4 separate regions of the Mus musculus genome follow, and all the other regions are linked to region 1. A link is a contact called in public promoter capture Hi-C data. All regions are on one chromosome and are shown on one strand. Each heading gives the region's core, a stretch centred on a gene start, on an enhancer-like site or on the middle of the called end of the contact. The rest is flanking DNA. Distances are from core to core; before and after follow the strand shown.

Region 1 (5,780 bases), core at 2,034-4,533:
TCCTGTTCTTAGCCCCACGCGCCCCTCCCCCACCCAGACTTCTCCTCTGAATACTGCCTTGTACAACATTTTCTTCTATATCTTTCACTTATAGATTAAAAAATAGATGAATTTAAAAAATAAAATTTAAATATTAGAGGTAGTATTTAACATATTCTGTTCCTTTACTTCACATGGTCAAATCTTGTCCTTTGGCCAGAAAACAAACCAGTTTCTTTAGGATATTTTCAGTTTTCCTAATTATTTTTTATTCCAAACAGTTATTTTATTGCATGTAAAAGAAATCTTATCAGAGTTGAAACATTGAAATGAGTCTATGGGATTGTTACCTGAGAAAGCAGAATATGGAAGGTGCTTTTCCTATTTCTAAATTTTTGGAGTAATTATTTAGGTCATAAAATAGTTTTAAGACCTTTATATATAGGTAGATTCAAAATAATTTTTGAAATTTAATTAAAATGATACTGTTTATTGCATTCATAACTAAATCATTAAAAAACCAAAGTAGTTATAAATCTGAATTGTTCATATTACCAGTTGCTAGAGGAGAGAAATATTGCAGTGACTATTTTATTATTTTTGGTGTCTTTGATTTTCTTGCTAATTTTATTTATTATTACTAGTTGAAACTTAAAAAGAATAGTTGAAGAAAGAGCATGACATGACTTCATTCTTTAAAAGCAATTTTAAAAACATTTAGAACTAGATTTTAAAAAACCTTACAGCATTAAAAAAATCCTGATATAATTTTAAATAGGCTTTTTTATTATTTTAAATTTTAGGATTAACAATATATTGTTTCACACTTTTCTTTTTTAAATATTGCTATTAACATAAAATATGTGTTATATTGAGTAAAATACTTATTTTACTTTTTACTAAGGATTTTGGGGGAGATTTATATAATTAATTCTCCAGAATATGCTGTATTTTAAAGTTTGCAAATCAGAGTTCAAATGGAAGCTTCCTGTATTTAGTTCAAGTTCACATCTTGTAAGTTAGAAAGTGATCTCATCTGCCTTCATTCAAGAACAATCCGCAAGCAGCCAATTACAATGTAAAGTAATATTTTTATTACTGGTTTACTGGTTTCAACAAGACATTTTAGGGCGGGGGTTAGGGGTGCAAAAGGAGGAGGCAGGGGCACATTGACATTGGCACTGAGACACATTTCACATCAGTAAAACTTTGTAAAAGAAATTTCACATATAGTTAAATAATTATTTTCACTTGGTGACAATCACGCAAGCAACCCAAAACAAGGAGGGGCGGGCGTAAAGAAGGAAAAGAAGGGAAGCTACTATACATTGATTTGAAAAATGTACCTTGGGTTTCATTTTGTGTTCGCAAAGCCGGATTGCTTCTTTTGTGCGATCTTTAAATTCACATTGTTTGGAAGGAAACGATCATTTTTGTGCAAGAATGTTATTTTTGGGGTGGGGGGGTTGGTTGGTTTGCCCTCTTTTGTTTGCTTCTTAATTAGGATGTCTTCTGCCTACTCCCGTTCTTTCAGGTGATTTACATAAAAGTTTGTGTTTCGAGTTTTTGCTGTTGTTGTGTGTTCTGGGAGAGCATGCCCATTTATGTTGCTTTCCACGCAGTCGGCAGCACTCTATAGTTTGTCCAAGCTTTTGGGATTGGTGAGGATTTCCCTGGCCAATCTCCAGGTCTGCTTGGCAGCGCTCTCCAGGGCCGAGTGGGGCTTACCCTGGAAGAGGTCGAGGTTGGGCAAAAAGTAGTGAGGGCAGCGGCGGCACTGCAGGCAGGAGATGAGCTGTAGCAGGATGCCGTTCAGACGGTCGCCCAAGCAAGCCTCGTCCCAGTCCGTTTCCCTCGGGTGTTTCTCGCACTCGTACAGCAGCAGCGTCTTCATGTGGTAGTTATTGAGCGGCTGGCCAGGCAGCTCCAGGTGGCGGTCCCGCAGCGTCTTCAGCACCGAGAGGCACTTGTTTCTACAGCCGCCCATCAGCAAGCGGTTCTCCGCCTCACCGAACTGCAGCACCCAGGCGTCGCTTTCTGCGGAGCTCTGCTTGCCAGTCAGCGAGTAGCACTCCTTGGAGAGCAAGTTGAACCCTTCGGCCTTGACCTCCGCCACCCGATTGGGGCCGGGCCAGGGGATGTGGGGCATAGGCCACTGTGCCGCGCTGCGAGGCCAGATCCCGGTGCACTTGAACGCTGGGGTGATTTGCACCACGTAGCGCTCCCTGATGCGCAACTTGACCTCACTAGTGTCGGCGATCATCTTGACCACGTCCCGGTAGCTGCACTTGTCCACCGCCTGGGCTACTAGTGTCTGGAAACGCGAGCGGATCTTGCGCGCAGAAAGGTAGCCAGACGCTGTGATGAACTCGACCCAAAGAGACATGCTCCGCTTCCGCCCATCGCTTAGTTTGAGCACGGCACAGCCGGGCAGAGATCCGTCGTCCACGAAGTTGAAGACTCCCATCTGGTTGAGGTAGAGTACCACCTCGAACTCGGTGGGCGAGATTACCTCCAGCCCCTCGTAGCGGGCGTCAATCTCACTCAGAGAGCTGATGAAGCGGGGCTCTTGCACCTCCACTTCCTTTAGCACATCCGACACTACCTTGCAGACTTCTCGGATGGTCTTGGCGATCGCAGCCTTGCGCGCCTGGCAGCGCTCGGTGTAGTATTTATTGAGCTGGTAAACCAGCTTGGCCTGAGCGGCGATCATGTTGGGGCACAGGTCCGGGCTGTACACCGGCGTCTCGCAATACGTTGAGGGATCCAAGGCTCACGCACTGGTGGTGGCCCTGCGGCTGTGGAAAGGCGGTGCGTTCCCCCTGAAGCCCCAATTTCACTCTTGCTTTCCACCTGGGCTGACCGGCTGATGATATAGCCGGCTGGCCTTTTCTTTTCCCTCTTTGGAATTTTCTTTTCTTTCTTCCGCAGAAAATTAGAAATAATATTATTTAGGGGGGAAAGTACCTGCAAAAATAAAGACGAGCCTCTCCTTGTGCGGGAGAGATGGATGAAATCGTGAGAGAGAAAAAACTAGGTTACCAAGAGGCTAGGCTTAGATGTCCGCAGCAGCCACGATTGCCCAGATATCTGGAAATGAAGTCTTATAAGTGCCAAAGTAAATTTAAAAATAAGACAAAAACATTCAGTGGTTCATTCTGAAACTTCTCCCTCGATGGTTGGACGCCTTCGCTCAGCGTAGGTGATGCCTTCCTTACCCTCCCCCAAAAGGAAAGTGAAGGATGTAATTAATGCCCGGAGAGCAGCGAAGTACAGCTCAGGCCGCAGCGCACTCTGAGGTTTGCAGACGCCCCGCGCGGTCTCAGCGTGCTAGTCTCCTCTCTTCTCAGGGGGTTGTGTCGTAGCAGTTTTCCTGGCTTCCTACTGGAGGCGTTGTTTGGATTGGGTTGGTTTGTTTGTGGTGGGTTCTTCCTGCCTTTCTCTAGGTGCAAACTGCTGCAAGTTGTTTGATATTCTTTTCTGCCTCGTTATTTATACTTTTGGCCCTAGCAAAATCTATTTTAGTGTGACTAAATCGTTGCTTACGTTGTATCTGGTGTGCAGGTCTAAGGAGTCCGGGTTTTTCCTCTCCTCTGGGTTGCGTTTGCAGTCTCTACCTCATCCCCCTGTCCTCTGATACCTGCCCCCCACACTTCTCTCTCTCTCTCTCTCTCTCTCTCTCTCTCTCTCTCTCTCTCTCTCTCTCTCTCTCTCTCTCTCTCTCCTTAGTTTATGAATGGTTCTGGGCCACCGTGAAGGGGTGGAGCTTCAGTTCCTACAATCCCTATGCAAGCTGTCAGTGCTTTAGCCAATCCGAGAGAAAGAGAGAGAGAGGACAAGCTTGGGACCTCAGCAGCCACCACACTGCACTTGATAAAGGGGGCGTGGGGGGTGAGAAAATGGGACTAGACAGAAGCCAAATGCTCTCACTCGTTTCATAGTCCCATTTTCTTTTTTATCCTCTTTTCTTACCGTTGCAGTGAGGAGGAGAGTCTTCATAGAAGGGATTCTTCTCTGGGTATGGCTGGATCAATTCCTGCAAAGTAGTAGTGCTTTCAGTGAGCTTCACTTTTGGTTTTAAGTCTCTGAACATTCTGCAGAAGGTGCAGACTCTAACAAACTGTCTTTGGCTTGAAGGCAAATGAGAGCAGGAAGGGGAGCTTAAGAAAGGACTTAAATTTTGTAGTCCCCCCCCCCTTCTCTTTCCCTCCCATCCCATTGTTGCCAAGAGCTGGAGAATTGCTGTGTATGTGTAAAGGAGGGGATAGGATGACAGTCTATAACCATAAATCTCTTGTTAGTAATTTCCATATGCTGTTAAAAATACAGAACAGGACAAAAACTACTCCAGATATGTTTTTGATCCTTATTTCATAATTTAGATTTAGCTATCTTTGTGTCATTATTTTACTCTTATAGGAATTTACCAATAACTAGAGAGAAAATATGTGAGTTTTGAGAAACTGTAAGTTTATATATTAGCATACATTACTTGGTTATACTTGCTGATTGAAATAAGCTACCAAAATAGTTTAGACTTAAATTAAAATGAAGGAAAAAAATGAGCCTGAATTCAGGTTTTCTTAATTTTTTAAATACTGTGACGTTAATTGTGAACATATTCTTGGGCAGTACTGGTTTAGAATAATTTTATTTTCATAATTGATTCTTGCTTTTAAAGGAGTTGACTGGGATAAAAATCTATAACTTTACTGTTATTGATTACCCAGATGGCCTTCCTCCTCCCCTGCATCCCACTAAAACTCAGTCGCTCTTGTTCCTTAGAATATGTGTTATCCTTAACAAGCTGTGTGATTGCTGCCTCGTAGGACTTTTGGAAAAACAAGGGCTGCAGCAAGGTGATTCACTTGCTACTGGGAGTTTATCTCAGAATTTAAGATGCCAGGGCTCTCAGTTGTTTTAATACACTCAGGTAGTTAAGGGCTATTTTTAGGTTGATTTGGCAGATAATATTTAAGCCGTGGGTTATGCATAGGGAAAATAAAATCTTTAGCCCGTTTTTTTTTTTTTTTAAAAAGCTGTGTATAACTTTTGTAAAACCCCGTAGGAGAGCTTGACTTGCATTTTTTGAAACCTACCAGAACCTGAATTCAGTTGCTACCGAGAGAGCTAATGTTTCTTTCTACTGGGCATGAGATGCTTGGATCCCTACCCCTTCATTCGTTCTTAGTCTTTGGTGGTCCGGAGGGCTGGAGACTTGACCCGCCTCCACCTTGATGCTAAAGCTCCTTTCTAAAGAGTATTTGGGTTTTTCTTTTTTAAACCAAGCGGGATTTATCGCTTGGGGGCCGTTTTAAGTAGCGAGGAGTTGGGAAGAACCTTGCAAAGTAAGCATCAGAGAGCCTCTGGGACAGTAGTTTCATGGGCGTTCCTAAGAGTGAATGCACTACTAGGCGGCTAGCTGCGGCCAGCGGTTTCCCGCTGGTCAGGGAGGCTTTGGTGCTGCAGGACCCAGACCATGCCATGTAGCCGGGTAACTAGTGCGTTCTATAGTCCCTGCCTTGGAGGTGTTACAGGCCAGAGGGGTGTACTCCCGTGGAGTATGGGACCACAGGGAAAAGAAGCTTGGAACAAATCCCACAGGCAGTGCTGGGCGGGCGGGGACTGGTGGCAAGGCCCAGGTGCAGAGTTCCTCCACATCCTCCAGGGGCCAGATCTGCAGCATGCATGTGGCCAGAGACGCCTGTGCGAACCCTTGTAATTCTGGCTGTCTCAGCTCGGCCTGCCACGTCTTCAAGCTACAGGACACGCGCACCCACTGCATTCACCTCTGCCAGCTT
Region 2 (5,511 bases), core at 2,710-5,209, 300 kb after region 1:
TCCAGCACCATGTCTGTCTGCAGGCTGCCATGCTCCCTGCTATGATGGTAATGGACTGAACCTCTGAAACTGTAAGCCAGCCCTGAATAAATGCTTGGCAACGTAAGATTTGCCATGATCACGGTGCCTCTCCACAGCAATACAACCCTAACTAAGACATTCAGTAAAAGAAACAGAGAGAGAAAGAGAGAGAGAGAGAGAGAGAGAGAGAGAGAGAGAGAGAGAAAGTAATTTTGTACTCTACGTCTCTCATTTTCATATTTAGTCACTCAAGTACTACTTTCATTGTTTACAACTTATTTCACATACTTGAATTCTGAATTTTTTCTTTTAATTTTCATTTTTAAAAAACCCCGAGATTAACACTAAGATATGATACAAGTCACTAATCTGTCTCAGGGCCGGGGGGGGGGGGGGGGGGGGGAGGGGGGGTTGGGGGGGGTTGGGGGGGGGGAATCAGTATTGTGAATAAAAAACCAAGGAGGGTGCACTGTGTCTTGATTTCCTAGTTGCTGTAATTTGGACCCTGAAAGTCTCCCAAAGCCTCACATGGTAAAGGCTTGTAGGACTTTACAGTAGCATTATTAGGGTGCTGTAGAACCATTAAGAGGTACAATGGGCAGGTGGCAGGGGCATGACCTCCAAGAGGACTGTGAGATCCTTTTCTGTTCTCCAACAGTGAAATGAGTGGTTTTGCTATCAAAAGTGTCTGCCATGGTGAGCTCCCTCCCCAACAGGGCCAACCATCTGGGCTGAAATCTGTAAGACAATGAAACTTTTTCTTTTATAAACTGTTTCAGGTATTTTGTTACAGTGATGCAAAGATGGCCAACACCCTGACCCACACCACTCTGAGAATCTCCTGTTTCTTTGCCTGCTCAGAGTTGAGAGGGGCCGCTGAGTAAGCAGGCTAGACACTCGGGCTCCTTTCCAGCCTGAAAGTTCCAAAGTCTAATAACTTACCTTCTAAAAAAATGCTACCAAAACAGTAGGCTTTTTTGACAGGAAATAAAGCAATACTTAAGTTTTTCTGCTTCATGTTTTTCTGTTCAAGTTTCAGTTTCTGTAAGACTCTGGTGAGCCTTATACAGGGGACTCCCTGAGTGAATGACATGGAGCCGGGAATCGATGCAAAAAGCAGGAGGAATTTATTGTTCAGAGTTGTCCTACACATGAAGTTGAGAGAGAATGACCACAGTATTTTTTTTATTATTATTATTATATGTAAGTACACTGTAGCTGTCTTCAGACACTCCAGAAGAGGGCATCAGATCTCATTATGGGTGGTTGTGAGCCACCATGTGGTTGCTGGGATTTGAACTTCGGACCTTCGGAAGAACAGTCGGGTGCTCTTACCCACTGAGCCATCTCACCAGCCCCGACCACAGTATTTATACAGGTTTTAGAGCAGCAGCCATTAGGCACAATGTGCCTGGCAGAACAGAGTGACTTTTAAATTGATTGGTCTTTAGGGAATGAGGTGACAAGGACTTCCCTTGTCTGTAGGTGGTCTTGGAATGTGTCGTCCCCGGTGTCAACCCGTCCCCCGTCCCCCGTCCGTCCCCCCCCGTCCCCCCCCCCCGTCCGTCCCCCCCGTCCCCCGTCCCCCAAGGGTCTGAGGAACCTAACTAAGCCTTTCCTTCCCCCTCCCTTCCAGAGGGGAGGGGTGCCGAGTGCTTCAGGATTTTTCTCTTCCAGGAGGGGAGGGACCTGGTGGAATTTTCCAAAGTTCCTGAGCTGACCTCTTCACTTCCAAGGATCTTTTGGGGCCACCAAGCCCACTGCCCCTTCACTGAGGTAACTGCCTGGCTCCTTGTGGAGCTCACCATAGACTAAGTGCCACACAGTCAGGCTCATTCTCTGGCCCCTCACACAGCACCTGCCAGGTGCTCTACATGTTTCTGTGGAGTGAATCCCGATTGGAGTGTTATGGATCCTACCTCCTCCTCCTAGCTCTCGCATCATCGTCCTGTAATTCCTCTCAACCCATTAGCAATCAGGTTAGCACCAGTTCCTGATGTTTGTCAAAGCCTGTAACTCCATATTTAAAGGGACTCAGCAAAGATCTATTCAACAAATTTTGGTCCTAGACATCTTAAAAAAACAAAACCAATCTAGCCTTCCTAGATTCTGTCTTGTATCACAGAGTCTCTCTGAAGAATTAAACCTTTCATCAATATCTCAGAGTACTTTGAGATTCCTAATTACTCCACCTATGGGCTACAGAGACTGCAATTCACAATTATACCCTATACTTGATTTATCTGGAAGCTTGCAGTTTCCATAGATGAGGGTCTCCTGAGATATCAGAAGTGTACTTTACAGAAATATTCCACATTCCCCGACCTGGGAGGAATGCACAGAAAACATCTTCAGTCTCAGAGAAAGACTAGTTTAAATCTGTGTAATAATAAGGGTGAGCCTTTGCACTGCCAATTGCCTTGCTGGTAGAACAAAGACACTTCATACAAGAAATAATAGGATGGTGGGTACACATTAGGATTTTTATGGGTCTTCTTCCATTTTAACTGAGTATGTGGGTGGGAACGGGGGAGGTAGCTCCTGAAATCAAAAGCTTTCAATATCAGAGTCCTTCTATATGGCTGCTTCCACTGAATACCTTACATTTTTAAAAAGAATTGTACCTTATTTCTAAAAATGACTTGAAAAATCTCAAACAGGAAGCCCAATATATTTATATTGAAACTGAAATCACCATGTGGCCTTTTAATAGAGCTGTACTGACATCAATGTGCAGTCTTCTGTAAACATGCAATGAGTGAATAAAATAATAGAGGAAAACTGCATTTCATTCTGATCCCCCAAGCAACAGTTTATTACATGACTCTTCTGTTTTGTAAATATTTAGAGAAACAGCTTCCACACGTCAAGGAAACTCTAGGTAGGAGAGTTTTGACATAAAGGATAAGCCTCAGTGCCATTTTAATTTACAGTGCTAGCAAAGGGAGCCACTTGCATTAGATTGCCCACCTCGGTGTTTGAGACCCTGAAAACCAGCAGATTACTTCATTGAAACATTATCTTACACACACACACACACACACACACACACACACACACACACACAGAGAGAGACAGACAGACAGACAGATTTGTTTTGTTTAAATCAATTCTACTAGAATAGCTTTTTTTTTTTTTTTTTTTAAAGGTACAGGGAAATGGGGGACGGGGAACTTCCCTAGCTTGTCTGCGACATGAATCCCATCTTCAACACTTTGGGAAAAGGGGGTTGGGTGGAGACAGGAGAACCAAATATGAAATTTGAAATAAATAAAGAGTAAGTCATTTCGTCCTCCAAAATTCAAGAAACACAAAGTCAGTAAGCAGACGCTGGGATTCTCCCCAACTCTTTAGCCCCGACAAGGAATACAATTAGCATACATTGCCTGCTTTGTTCTCAGTGAATGCTGGCTGCGCTTTCCACAACAAGCTACTTAGAATAGCAATGTTTTTCAGTTTCCTGTAAATCCATTCAGCCAAGCACATAGATCCTGCGGTTGCCATAGAAACAGAACCAAAGCTCAAAGGCAGCAGCACTTACAGTAAAAGGCATCTCAATGGCACCTGCAGACAGTCCCTACACCCCTGCGTTTAAATCTTGTCTGTTAAAAAAATAAAATAAAATAAAATAAAAACAACAAAAACTGGATTTCAGCTTTATTTTCCTACTGCTCCCACCAATCACAACTAATCATAGGGTTTTACAACCAAACATTTGATTTCATAAAATGTTTCTTTCCGTCAACAGACAAAAGACCTTAAACTTTTAAAGCTACCAAATGATACTTTCTAGGAGAGACAATGGCCTTATAAAAGAAGAAAATGTCTAAGATAATTTGACTGCTAGTATTAAAGCAGAAAAAGCTGTCCAATGTACTCTAGGGCTTTCTAAGGAACAGAAGCCACAGCAAAATTCCAGATGAAGTCAGACAAGGAAATGGGAAGTCAGCCTACTGAGCCAGCCCTCCTGTGACTCCACCCTCTGTGTCTTGCTGTGACTCTAGGGACTAGGGGACCAAATGTTTCTAAGCAGATGTAACAGCACCTTGCATGAAGACTTTCTAGGGCTCAAGTCATTCCAAATAATAAACAAACAAACAAATAAAAAGAAACTATGTTACGAAAAGGGCAATGGAACCACAGCTCAAGGTGGTAACTGTCTAAAACTGGTCTATTTGCAACAGATGAGGTAAGGGAACATCCATGGGGGAAAAGGACACACTTTACACAAGGAATCTCATTCTCACTAACTTTCTCTTAGCCACCAGGACAATCTTACCAAGGACTCACGTGCCCATTTACCTAAAAGGGGCTTAACATGGCTCAAAAGGTTAAGCAAAATGTTCCAAGTCACAGAGCCAGCTGAGGAGACTTCTCGCTAGACCACATGCTGTTTCCCTAAAGAGAAGTATTAACTGTGATTTACAACCTCCAAGAAAACATAAAAGAGCTTATGAAATAAGTCAGCAGCTTTTATACTTGTCTAAAATCCAAACAACTGGGCCATTTTTCTGTCTTTTATGAAATAAGTGAATGGCAACGATGTAATCTTATACCTAGGAATTTTTTTTTTTAAAGGATCGACTTCTAAGTAATGTTTTAAGGTCATTACAAGTTCAGGCCAACTTCTTATGCTTTAGGGAATAGTGAATATGTTCTGAAATTGATATCTTCAAACAAATTGGCTAACTCTCTTGAAACAAATTATAAACACAAGTTTCAATCATATGGTTTTAAAATAGGACTCCACTTGTTGCCAGACTAAAAATACTAAATGTATCAATATGTGCTAATGAATACTATGATCTCTACATATTTTAAAAACAGGCAGAACCTGCAGGATTTTTCAGGAATTGATTCTCTGCACATAGAAATCACATCAGCTTACACTCTGGTATCAGCATGGCATCACCACACGTGATCACACTCAAGAGAAGTAAGAGCCTTAGAATCGTTAATTAAGATGATATGGAGAAACCTGATCAATTAATCCTTAATTATTCTGGAAAATGAAAGTCCTCAACACTGCCAGCACAAACGTTGTTACTATCCTTAATTGTTCTGTGGCATTTAGGTTCTAAAACACGATGTATCTGAAAGGGGTCAGGTCGTCTTTTACTTTTTTGTTCTCCTCTCTAAATAAAATTGGTGCTCTCCTTTCTTGAGTTATTCTTTGAACTTACATTCTGGCATCAAGAAAAAACTACAGCAGAACCCATCCCAACTTAACCAGCCTGACAGGAGTGAAGATACTCTCGGGTTGTTTTTGTTTTTGTTTTGTTTTGTTTTCAGTCACAGGCAGATTTCCCTTGCTGCAATGGCATGGCCCTCACTCATGCACATGTGGGCAACACTAACTGGGTTATAAACACAAAACTAAATAACAAACAAACCAACCAACCCATAAGGTTGGGAAGGGTACATGTCAACAGGGACAAGGGGAAGGTGGGGGAGGAAAATATGATTAGGTTTCATTCATACAGAATTCCT
Region 3 (5,685 bases), core at 2,715-5,214, 370 kb after region 1:
CTTGAGTCAAGCTCTTTCTCCTCTTCATTGAACACAATCTTGGCTTTGGTGTTTTAAAATCACCTCCTAAAGTACGGTTCTGGTGCGGAAGAGTCAAAAGAAGTGAAACATGGTTTACTACCAGACATTTGGCAATGTGGGCATGTCATGCACCCAGTCTATCTCTGCCGAGCGGATGGGTGTAGACCATCCCCTTGTAGACCACCTTCCGTAGACCTACTCTTACTGATTATGTAAGCGCCTTCAGAAAGCTGCCCACTTCAGCAGCATGAATCTGAACATTTGGGTGCACGATTTTAACTGAAACTTCATATATGTATGTGCATGTCTGCCTATGTGGTGGACTGAGGTTGACCCTGGGAATCACCCTTAATCATTCTTTCACCTTATTCATCAAGGTGGGGGTATCTCTCAGTTAAACCCAGAGCTTATGGATACAGCTAGACTGATACAGTGGCCAGCTTGCCCTTAGGATCTCCTGACTCTGCCTGAAAAGCTAGAAGGACAGGCAAGCCTCCAAAGACACTCAGTGTGTTATGTGGGTTCTGGGACCCAAACTCTGTTCCTCACAGTTGCATAGCAACACTCTTTAAAAAACTGAATAATAAATAATAAAGGAGATGGCTCAGTGTTAAAGACAAATCCTCACTAAGTGACTTGAAACTTACTCTGTGGACCAAGCTGGCCTTGAGTTTTTGATGTTCCTCCAGGAGCCTCCGCCTCTAGAGTTCTGGGATCACAGGCATGTGCTACCCGCCATCCACTGAGAAATTACTGCACAAAGACCCACTATTAGACAGATTTCTACCATGATCAAAGAAGGTAAATGTTCTTCTCTTCTCTAAAGGTATTTTGATGATGTGTTGTTGAGTAGAATTAAACTGCTTCACAGATGACTATCATCAGAAAGGTGAGAGCATTTTCTGGATTAATGATAGCACATGTTATATATCAAGTCTCTCTCTCCCTAGGGGATGGGTGGCCTTCTGAGTCACTTCAACTGCAAACAGGTGGTTGGGAAGTTTCCTCCACGTTTTTCCCTTGATGATATTTTGGGGAATCACTAACCACACATGCAGTCCATTCTACGACACTGTAAATAATGGTACAGCAAATGTTTGTGTGCCTTTGCTTCAAGCTGTTAGTCACGAGTCATCTGAAGGTAAAGTAGGTTACTTCACCTGAGGACCGGTGAGGGGCAAGTGCTTGTGAAACAGGCAAAGTTGAGCCTGTCAATGTGCGGCCACTCTGTCTGACCTGGGGTCAGAGAAAACTGGAGGCAGGAGAATCTCTCCGAATTCGAGGTCAACCTAGTCTATATAGTGAGTTCCAGGAGAGCCAGAGCTACATAGTGAGACTTGTCTCAAGAAACAAACAAAAGTAAAGTGGCCCTCTGTTGCCTTCATTTTACTGACACATCCTCTTCTTTCAGTCTTTAAGACCAAAACTCACTACCAAGGCAATGTGTGAGGTAGCCTCTTCTACAAACTTACACACAAGAAGATAACTTAATTTTAATTGGGTTGTTGTGTAGCCTGAGCATTGATAAAAGTGACAGAGAAACTCAGCCACTTTAGGGACTTGTCAGAATGGCTAACTTTTTTTTTTTTTTTCAGAAGTGAGGCCTATTAGAAAATAGTAACCCTGCTGCTTAAGTTTCCTCATCTGTGAAAGGGAGAAAATGCCTTTAGACATAAGCTCATGCTGAAATAAGAAAGCAGCTTAGTTCGGGGATCAGTTTCCACCTCTGACAAGCTCATGTGGCTATGGCTACACGGAATGTACTATCTGCATTAAGAACGATGCCTGAGAGCTAATTATATGTAAACACTCCCTCAGTACACACTGAGATATCTGCCTGATCTTTTGGGGTGTTTGGAACTAAAAATTGGGTTCTTTAACTACCAGCCACCCTTTCCTTACTAAAAGCAAAAATGAAAAATACTGCAAGAACTCTAGAATGACCAAACCTATTGGCACGAAGTCCCTCTGATTGATGCATGGTTGGTGTGCCAGGATTCCTAATTTCTAACAGGCCTTTGCTGCTGGGTCCCAAGACCCTACCATTCTTACTGTTACTCTCTTCATGGAGAAGACAGAGAGACTCACCTTGATTCACCTCGTTGCCAACCAAATGTGGAAAATCCTTTAAACAAGGTGGCTTTCCATTTTGGCTACACTGAAATCATCTGAGGAACTTTCAAAACTCTAAACGCCCAAGTCATACCCTAAACCAAGCACATCAGAATATCTAAGGGGTGGGGCCGGGTCCGATATTTTAAAAAGTGCCCAGCACGGTCCAAAGTGAAGACAGGCTGAGTGAGACTTTTTCTGTGCTGGCTTGCCTCTCTTGATCTCCAGTGCCTTGTGCCACACATGAAACCAGAAAAGCCAACCTAGAACGAGTCAGAACGAGCTAGCTGTGCACAGAAGGTACAATGGGATCCCAAACACAGGAACAGCACAGGTACTGCACTGGCCTCTACCAAAGGTTACCCAGCGCCTCACTGGAGAAACACGCTTTCAAACAGTTTGCCCTTCCAGCAAAAATAAGTTGGCTAATTTTACAGCCATCATTGTTTGTATTTGTCTCTGATCATTAGAATTTTCTTCCGTTTTTAGAAGGCCAATCTCTTGGGAAGGAGATAATGGGTGCACCCCAACCCAACACAAACGACCGAGGAGCAGACAGTTCCCGTGGCTGCCTAGAAAGCAAGCGCCCGGCAGGCTGCCCCAGCGCAGGGCGGGGAAGCGCGCTGGCCGCAGCCACTGCACCTGCCGCTGTGCACGGGGCCGCACCTGCCGCGCCGCGCCCGCCCCTCCTATTTACCTTCCAGCAGCTCGTCCAGGCTGGTGACCTTCCGGCTGCCGTCTATGGTGTAGATGGTGCGGACGCCCTGGGGCAGGTTCACATTGTCAGACAGTGAGCGGGTGAGCTCTATGAGGAGCGCATCGAAGGAACGGAAACGGTCGTTGGAGATGGCAAAGACCAGGCCTTTGAAATAGCGGTCCCCATTCCGGTAGAACCGCGCCTTCTTGGCCTTCTTCTCCGAGCTGAGGGCCTGCAAGGTCCGCGTGCGGTAGAAGCTGCAGTGAGCACTGTGCGCCGGGCTGGGGATGAGCCCGTTGCCCTTGGGGCCAGAGATGCTGCTGCCCCCGGAGGAGCTGGGAGCCCCTCTCCGTGACCCTGGCCGCGGCCTTTTGTCCCGTTCTTCAAAATGTTCCAGCTCAATGCTCCTTGTGCTGGCCATCGCGGCTGCTCGGGAGAGCTCTCCACAAATTAATTAATTAATAAAAGGACGTCCCAACCGCCCCGGCCGCAGCGCGCCGCGATCTAGGCGCTCCGTCCCGTCTTAAAGCAGCGGGACACCTGGCGCGGGCATTCGGGCCATGCTCGCAGGTGGAGCCGCTCAGCCAGCTAAAGGCGGCCGCAGCGCGCAGCAGCCCAGCTCATTGTCCCGCGCGCCCTCGGTCGCCGCCGCCAGCTGAGGAGCCCCACGCCCCCCAAGCGCCTCCTTCGCCGGGCCACGCCTCACAAGTAGCGCGCGGGCAGCAGGCCGGGAGCCGCCAAGTTGAACGACCCTAGGCTGGCCCGGGTTCGCATCCGGCCTGCGCTCTCGGGCGCGCTGAGTGGAGGAAGGAAGCGGAGGGGGGAGGGGCGCGAGCGTGGGCGAGGCGCCTCGGGGCTGCCCGGCGCGGCCTGGGGTCCCGGGTTCCCGCCGCCGCGTCGCGCGCGCCCAGGCCCAGTCCACGGCCGGTGCGCGTCCCTGGCCGGGGATCCTCTAGAGGCGCTGGGCCCCTGCGGGAAGAGTGCAGCCGCCTCCCACGCACGCACGCCCACGGGCATCCGCGCTCTCGGCCGCCTGTCAGGGCCTGGACCCCGGAGGACACCCTCTGTCCCTTCAGGGACACCACAAACCACACCGAGAGGGAGATGGTGAGGAAGAGGGCGGCGCCGCGCGAGGAGCGGCTCTACGGTCCAAGGAGGCCCCGCCCGCCCGCCGGGCTACCGGAGCTGCGCGCTCCCGGGCGTGACCGCGCTGCGCGCTCCACAAGCGCGGGGGCTAGCGCAACCGCGCTAGGCAAAAGAAAAAAAAAAAAAGCCTACAAAGGAAGGAGACTCAAGGGCAGCAAGCACATCCTTATCCTGCCTCCTGGGGAAAAACCGAGGCCAACCTAGAGCAGAAATACAAAACATAGCACTAGGTTTGGATGCAATATTAGTTTTTTATAAACGTCTGATTTATTGTTTAAATAAAAAATCCTTTAGGCAGAAAAAAAAAATCCTTCACACTTTCTACTGCAGATTCGATAACACAGTAGTTCCAGTAACTTTGAATGAATACATGACTACAAGTTATTGGTTTCATTGAATCAAGTATTTGTGGAGAGCTTGCCATTTGCCGGGCATTAATCCCATCACTGGGGATGCGCGAGCAGAGAACAGAACCTCTGTGAATTTACCCGCGCTCACGTGTTCATTCTGAGCTGCTCACAGAAGTGGACTGACAAACACCCATCATGCAAGAAAACCTCTTCTTAAGTGGATATCTGGCCCACAATAGACATGTTTCAAGAAATTTTTGAAACGTCCGTTATTTCACTTTGGTGATGAAGCTCAAAGGCATTTGGCCCCAACCTGACACATGAAATTAATGATTCGGCACCCGGTTCTTCAGCAGCCCTAAACAGCTCCAAACTGTCCTTGAAGGTAGGGCGACAAAAAACGCTTTGCTTGTGATCGACTGGAACAGCATAAAATAGGAGTGGGTAGAAACACAACCATGAGCACCGTGAAGCAAATCCTTCCTCATAGACCTAGTTGGCCAAAACATGAGAACGGATGGAGATAGAGGGGCAAAAAAAAAAAAAGTTCCATGGGCATCCAAGATGACTCAGTAGGTCAGGTGACTCATAGAACTGCCAATCATCGCCAGATCCCACGTGGTGGAAGGGAAGCATAGACTCCTGTAGTTTATCCTCTGACCCCTGCATGCATGCCATGCCAAGACAACACAGTAAATAAATCTAAAAACTTTTGTGAGGAAAAAAATTGTTCCTGAATTCTATTTCTAATGCAAATGAACTGGGAGAAGGCAGGCTTCAAGGAGGCAACTACTAATTAATCTGGGTTGCTTTATGGTTTAAAGTTTATAGAACCGTAACACGTTTTCCTCTTTCGTGCAAGTGCAGAATGTCTACAGTGAGATGTTTAGAACTGGCATGTATTTCCCTCGCTGGGATATTCCCTGCATCTCAGAAACCCTGTCTGACCTGCTAGCTGTTCACCTGTCTGGAGACTGTTTGGGTCTCTCCTGGACTGAGATCTAGTTTAAGGTGGCTTTATGAAGACAGGATGGCCACAGGCAAATAAGTCACCTTCTGGAAGCCAACCTTGACCTCTCTCTCTCTCGGCTGTGAATTACCGTTCTATAACTCCCCTTAACCCTAACATTTACTTGAATAAAAAATCGGGGGAAAATACTTCATTTCTCATCTATTGGCAATTCAAGAAGGAATTAAATCTCAAAACATTCCCTCGTTCACACATTAAAATAACCCCTTTCAGCCGGGCGTGGTGGCACACGCCTTTAATCCCAGCACTCGGGAGGCAGAGGCAGGCGGATTTCTGAGTTCGAGGCCAGCCTGGTCTACAAAGTGAGCTCCAGGACAGCCAGGGCTATA
Region 4 (5,673 bases), core at 3,099-5,598, 450 kb after region 1:
TCTGACTTTAATATGTATTCTACCAGATCTATTCTTTTAGAGAAACCTGACTAATACAGATGACTCTGGGAGATGCTGGCACATGCCTTTAATGCCAGTACTCAGGAGGCAGAGGCAAAGAGTTCTGAGTTCAAGGCCAACCTGACCCACAGAATGAAAGAGCCAAGACTACATAGAAAAACCCTGTCTTAAAAAATAAAACAAGCAGCCGGGCGTGGTGGCGCACGCCTTTAATCCCAGCACTCGGGAGGCAGAGGCAGGTGGATTTCTGGGTTCGAGGCCAGCCTGGTCTACAGAGTGAGTACCAGGACAGCCAGGACTATACAGAGAAACCCTGTCTCGAAAAACCAAAAAAAAAAAAAAAAAAAAAAAAAAAAAAAAACCAAACCCCCCCCCCAAAAAAAAACCCAACAAACTGCAACCAAACCCCAACAAACTGCAACCAAACTAACCAAGCAAACAAAACCCCAAAGCTAACTAGTAACTAGTACATACTATTTTATAATCTGAAAGAAAAGTTAAATAGCTCTTCCCTGCCTGGGTAGGTGTGGTGCTTGGCCCAGGGAGTGGCACTATTAGGAGGTGTGGCCTTGGAGGAAGTGTGCCACGGTGGGTGTGGCTTTGAGACCCTCCTCCTAGCTGCCTGTGAGACAGTCTTCTGTTTTCCTTCAGAACAAGATATTCCTTCTTCAGCACCTTGGGGTCCATTCCAGATACAAATTATAGCAGTGTTTGAGAGAAACAACCCAAGGAGAGTAGGGTTTGTTTGTTTGTTTTTTTTTTAACCAAATAGATATATACTGTGACTTCTCATTTTAAAATACTGTTTCACCAAGTAAAACCTCTGGATACATTTTCATTTTACATCCTATTTTATTTTAAAGAAAAAACACCTTTCAGTCATTAATGCAAAATTTCCATAGAGACTGTGTCCTAAGATGGTCATTATGGCATTTAGAACAAACATTATTAAAAGAGCCACAAATTGGAGGCCCTTGGAGTTATCATTAATTGGCAGGTTTGTATCTAAGGTAGCAAACATTTGCAGATATTTGCATTCACTTTTTAAAATCTGTGTGTGTGACACACACACACACACACACACACACACACACACACGGCATCACACACAAGCCATTTTTCTAGTTAACTTGAAAAATACTGTTGGTGTTGGATTTTACACTTGCCAACAAACCCCAAAGCTGTATGTCACACACACACAAATCCATTTTTCTAGTCACCTTGAAAAATACAGAGTACAGCCAGGTTGGTGTTGGACTTTACACTTGCCAACTAACCTCAGAGCGTCTGTTTGGGCAGGAAGTATGCTTTCTAGTTCAGTGCAAATCCCATAAAACACTGCCAACAGCTTGTTTCTGGCAGGTACGCACATTTGCAGTTGTGTTTGTTCTAAACTATGGAAACTGACGAAACAACTCAAATAATTAATTTCTTATAATTAATGTTGAAAAGAGCGTACTGGCTGCTCTTCACTTCTTCAGGATTCCTCTCCTTCATCCCCAGATCCTGAGCAGACCAGGACTGAAGTCCTAGAGCCTGGAAAGTCTGAATTTCAGGAGAGGCAGGTGTAAGGAAGAGTCACCGGATGTCTTGATAAGCGCTGGAAGAAGAGAGAGGCCATTAGGAGAGAAAAGGAAGGAATGAAGGAGGGATGCTGAGGGAAGGAGCACATGGACAGGGAGACTTACCTTCTCCTTCTCCAGATATAGTAGACTACAGCACCCACCACCACTAGCATGATCAGTACTATGAAGACGATCAGGCCCACGGGTGCTTGCCTGGCATCTGGTTTGGAAGAATACAATGTATCTCTCAACAGAAAACCAGTACATGTTTCAAGTTCCCCATTCTAATTTAAAGTATATCCATTCCATTTCTCATGATCAGGATCTGGCTACTGTGTGAATCTGGGTAGTTACCCTATCTTAGCATCAACGTCTTCATTCTTAAACTCAAAATAACAACACTTGCTTCAAAGCTAAGGGACAAGTGGAAGTAGGGGCAGCAAAATGTCCAGTGCTCACCCAGGACACGCCCAATATACTGCAGCTATGCCTTGGGCCTTGGGTCCTCTCTACTGGGGAATGGCTCTTCCCAAACTTCTTTATTTGCCACTGACCTCTGGATCTTGTCAGTTTCTGGGTCTTCTTTCTTCTTATACAGAGAACATCTTATCTCAAGTCTTTTGGGGTTTCTTTTTTATCTAGAATTCCCTCCTTCTAGCTCTTCTATAATAGTTAGGGGCTTCATTTCTGAATCTAGATCTGTTCAACTCCCGCTCCATGTTTGATGGCTGCCTCTGCTCACTGGCAACCCAGGCTCCAGTTCTTTCTTACCCCAGTAGAGGATGATATCCTGTCCTCCTAGGCTGCTGTGCTTCACCCTGCAGGCCAGGCCAGCTTCCTCTCCAGCCTCCACATCCAGGGTTGCTTGAAGATACCATGTCTCATCAGCATTTGGCAGGAAATCACCTCTGTGAGTACCCTGTTGCTCCTGGTCACCCCGCATCCACATCACCCACACAGGTTTTGGGTAGAAGCCAGAGACATGACACACCAGCTGCCTATGGCCATGTGCAGAGCTGGGGACACTGGACAACCAGGCCACTGGCTTCTCTGTACTCATCAAGAGAATAAGAAAAAAAATTTAAAGCAAGACATTTTATATTAGGGGCTCCAGGTCTCCAATCAAGTTCATGCTTCCCACAGGTCCACCTCTGGAGATGAAGTTGCCTATTAGTTTAATCCATTTGTCTCCCTCTGGCTAGGAAGACCATCCCTGATACTTCTACCCCCCTCCCTGATCTGAGTCTCCTGTAGCCCTCCTCTGTACTCTGGAACAATCTGAATTTCAGCTGGTACAGCCTGCCTCAAATATGGCATGGCTCAGTTTTCATCCCCAGTTTTATTTAACTCAATTTATAGAACCCAAGAGTGGCTGTCAGTGAGAAAATAAACCCCACAGGCCTTACTCATCTCTTCCTAGTCCTTGCCCTTCCTCTACAGCTGACAGTGATGTAAAAACCTAGATGGATCCAAGTGGAGAGCCAGGGTGAAAATAGCCAGCTGACCTTGCTTCTCTAGGTCTGACTTCCCTGCCTCTAGGAGACCACGGACAAATAGGGGGCAGGTGTCATTCAGGAGCATCTGCACGGTTGCACTTGTCCCTTGATCAGCGTTGAGCACTTTGATGGGCAAGTCTAACCAAGATGGGGCCCCTGGGACTGTCTGCCAGGACGTTCCCCAGAATCTCACGACATATTTTCCTTGAAATGCTACGTGTAAAAAGCTTTCCGAAGCATTCCCAGGGTACATTTCACAGCCCGCAGACAGCTGGATCTCAATGGGATCTGTAAGGAGGAGTAGGCAGAGACCAAAGAGTTCATGATTAAGGGATTTGGAAGAAAGGAATTGGTATGAAGATTATCGTTAAGTGCCAGTTGAGGAAAATGATCATGGTGCCCTAGAGCAGAAATGGGCTATTTTTAGAAGGGACAAGGGTTACTTTTAGACAGAAGTAAAACCATAAGGGTGGACAGAGAAGAGAAGCTATGCCCGATGCCCACAGTTATCCAGCTGGGGTCTGGATCACTCCTGCCCACTGGGTTCAGGGTTCCAACCCCTCCACTCACAGTCTTCTTTAGGTGACATCATTTTGACTAATTCCTGTATGTCCCTGGTAAAGCTGACTCGATAGACTTGAAACATATGCTGCAACTTCTCCCACTGCTGGTTACTCAACTTGCCCTGGGACCATGGCTTCGTGAAGCTGATGGTGGCTGAGTCATTACTCCAACGGTGAGTCTGCAGATCCCCCAGCCAGACCACGCTGTCTGTGCGGGACCAGCTTCTGTTTGCAAAGGAAGACATCTGCAGGCAGCGGAAGGTGTAATTCTTTTGCTGGGCTGGAAACAAAGGAAAAGGAAAGAACTTAGCGAGTGGGCTCAGTCTGAGGACAGACTGCAGTAGGAAAAAGCTCAGCTTTAGCTGCGCTTGCGGAAGGAAAGGCAGGCTCAGTGTAGTTCTGAACTGAGCTAAGCCCTGAGCCGCAGCCATACATTGCTCCTCCCACTGTTGTTGCAAGCCGGGAAGCCCACCTCCACCCGCCCACTACTGCACAGAGCTTGTAGCCAGCCTCTTTCTCCCTCCCTTCCTCCCTTCTCTAGATTGTGTGCGCTTTTACTCACTCACCTTCAGATTGTCCCCAGACCTGTAGGAATGCCCACAGCAACAGCCATGGTAGGTACCGCATAGCGCCAGAGTTCTACACAGCCCTCGGCTCCGACTTCTGCGCTTTACTCTGCTCCCGGACTGGTACACAAAGGCTCTGGGGTTTTTGGTGCAGAGCCAGCAAAACCCGGAAGGACGCGCAGGCACGATTGGTAAATTACTCTTTGACAAAGCCAAACCCCCTGGTAGTTGAGGGTTGGAGTGCAGCTTTACTCAGAACCGCTACGCAAACCACTTTTAAACAAAACAAAACAAAACAAAACAACAACAACAAAAATGTCTTTCCGTTATACTAAAGAATGAGGTTGAGACTATCGTCTCAATATCGAAAGCAAGACAAAATTGTATTTCGGTTACAACTCCGATGGTATTAAAAATGCAAGGGGAAAAATAGAAGGGACGTTTTGGTCTAGCTAGCAGGGGCTGTCTGCAGGTGCTCCATTTACAAGTTTGGATCCTCCCAGATATCTATAAATATCACATTAAAATAATGATAATGATAATAATAGATGTGATTCTTCTAGTGGTTCATTGAGAGGATAGGACTAGGCGGGTTAAGTTCCTTCATAGCTTTCGTATGCCCACAGTTTCCCATGTCAGATTCTTTTTCCCCTTACCCTGGTTTCTTTTCTCCCTTGCCTTACCTGCCCTCTGGCTGTCCCCGACTCCATTTTGGGAGAGTACAGGCATATTTTATTTTTAGTTTTTATTTTGTTCTGTATATTGTACTGTCATGATTTGCGAAAATCGAAGACTTGTGTCAGTCTGATGTGAGGAAAAGCCAAAAGTGACGAGATGTGCCCCCTCGAAGCGCTTCAGCACAGCGAAAACACGGGCCATACACCTGCAGACAGATGTCTTTCCCACTCACTCGCAAATACCGAACCTCTTGTTTTTGAGAACAGAGGTAAGATTACAGGGCGCGCCTGTGAGTTTGTAGGGCCATTCCCAACTTCTCACGCTTAAAACAAGTAGTGACAAAAACAGTTGCTCAAAATTTCAGTTACTGTGAGAAAGGAGAAGTCATCCTTGGTAAATCGTACTCCTGCAGCAAGCATCCTGATACCATCTTCCTCGTTCCTTTTTAGTCACCCCGTTGTATGCTTTGCTCTGTCTTTTTGCCTTGTCTCCTAAGTAGGCCTCTTCTCTATGTCTCTACCCTTAACATAACCGCAACCTTCTGCTTCAACTATATGAAATACCTTCCACGAGGTAGGAAAAAACCCCATCATTGATCGGTATAGCCTCTAGGATCATTCTGCCCATGCTCTGGCTTGCCTTGGAGCATCGTTTGGGACCCTACTCTAAGTCTCACATGCTTTCGTCCCTTAGATACAGCTTCTTCCTCAGATCTCTGCACAAATAGACCCCTTGGGGACCTCTGACCTCCAAGCGCCTGCCTAGTGTCCACTCAGACTTCAAA

The links. Promoter capture Hi-C pulls out the DNA fragments that hold promoters and counts their contacts.
Region 2: a promoter capture Hi-C map of cranial neural crest shows a contact between it and region 1. The contact joins the enhancer-like site here to the promoter of Mab21l2 in region 1. A contact is called at or near these places in 3 of 39 promoter capture datasets (cranial neural crest, maxillary cranial neural crest and second pharyngeal arch cranial neural crest), 3 of 115 datasets of contacts at active chromatin or transcription factors (the NIH/3T3 cell line, craniofacial prominence and embryonic limb bud) and 3 of 9 other capture datasets (adipose tissue, embryonic tail and liver).
Region 3: a contact with region 1 is called in a promoter capture Hi-C map of neural stem cells. The contact joins the promoter of Dclk2 here to the promoter of Mab21l2 in region 1. A contact is called at or near these places in 10 of 39 promoter capture datasets (the 3T3-L1 cell line, cranial neural crest, frontonasal cranial neural crest and 6 more), 4 of 484 Hi-C or Micro-C datasets (the N1E-115 cell line, cerebellum and embryonic stem cells) and 1 of 115 datasets of contacts at active chromatin or transcription factors (embryonic stem cells).
Region 4: a contact with region 1 is called in a promoter capture Hi-C map of liver, with 2.5 times the contacts expected there. The contact joins the promoter of Cd1d1 here to the promoter of Mab21l2 in region 1. A contact is called at or near these places in 9 of 39 promoter capture datasets (the 3T3-L1 cell line, 3T3-L1-derived adipocytes, cranial neural crest and 5 more), 1 of 484 Hi-C or Micro-C datasets (LSK cells) and 3 of 115 datasets of contacts at active chromatin or transcription factors (astrocytes, microglia and neural tube).

The regions. Positions count from the first base shown.
Region 1 is chr3:86,545,000-86,550,779 of GRCm38.p6, forward strand. Mab21l2 (mab-21-like 2) reads right to left here and starts at 3,284. Exons shown (of 1, transcript NM_011839.4): 1 at 1,051-3,284. The coding sequence starts at 2,692. The coding sequence ends at 1,613. All of the region lies in intron 40 of Lrba (LPS-responsive beige-like anchor), which reads left to right. Gm31677 (a long non-coding RNA gene) reads right to left here. Exons shown (of 5, transcript XR_375777.3): 2 at 5,769-5,780; 3 at 3,952-4,015.
Region 2 is chr3:86,841,797-86,847,307 of GRCm38.p6, forward strand. All of the region lies in intron 2 of Dclk2 (doublecortin-like kinase 2), which reads right to left. Among named protein-coding and RNA genes, the nearest start is that of Gm46810, 14 kb to the left of the region's middle. Within about 2 kb of position 3,960, at least 98 of the 459 cell types and tissues checked have an H3K27ac peak or open chromatin away from gene starts, as enhancers often do.
Region 3 is chr3:86,916,920-86,922,604 of GRCm38.p6, forward strand. Dclk2 (doublecortin-like kinase 2) reads right to left here and starts at 3,965. Exons shown (of 16, transcript NM_027539.5): 1 at 2,831-3,965. The coding sequence starts at 3,251.
Region 4 is chr3:86,994,981-87,000,653 of GRCm38.p6, forward strand. It overlaps Cd1d1 (CD1d1 antigen), which reads right to left and starts at 4,349. Exons shown (of 6, transcript NM_007639.4): 1 at 4,212-4,349; 2 at 3,653-3,925; 3 at 3,092-3,370; 4 at 2,358-2,636; 5 at 1,710-1,806; 6 at 854-1,621. The coding sequence starts at 4,272. The coding sequence ends at 1,600.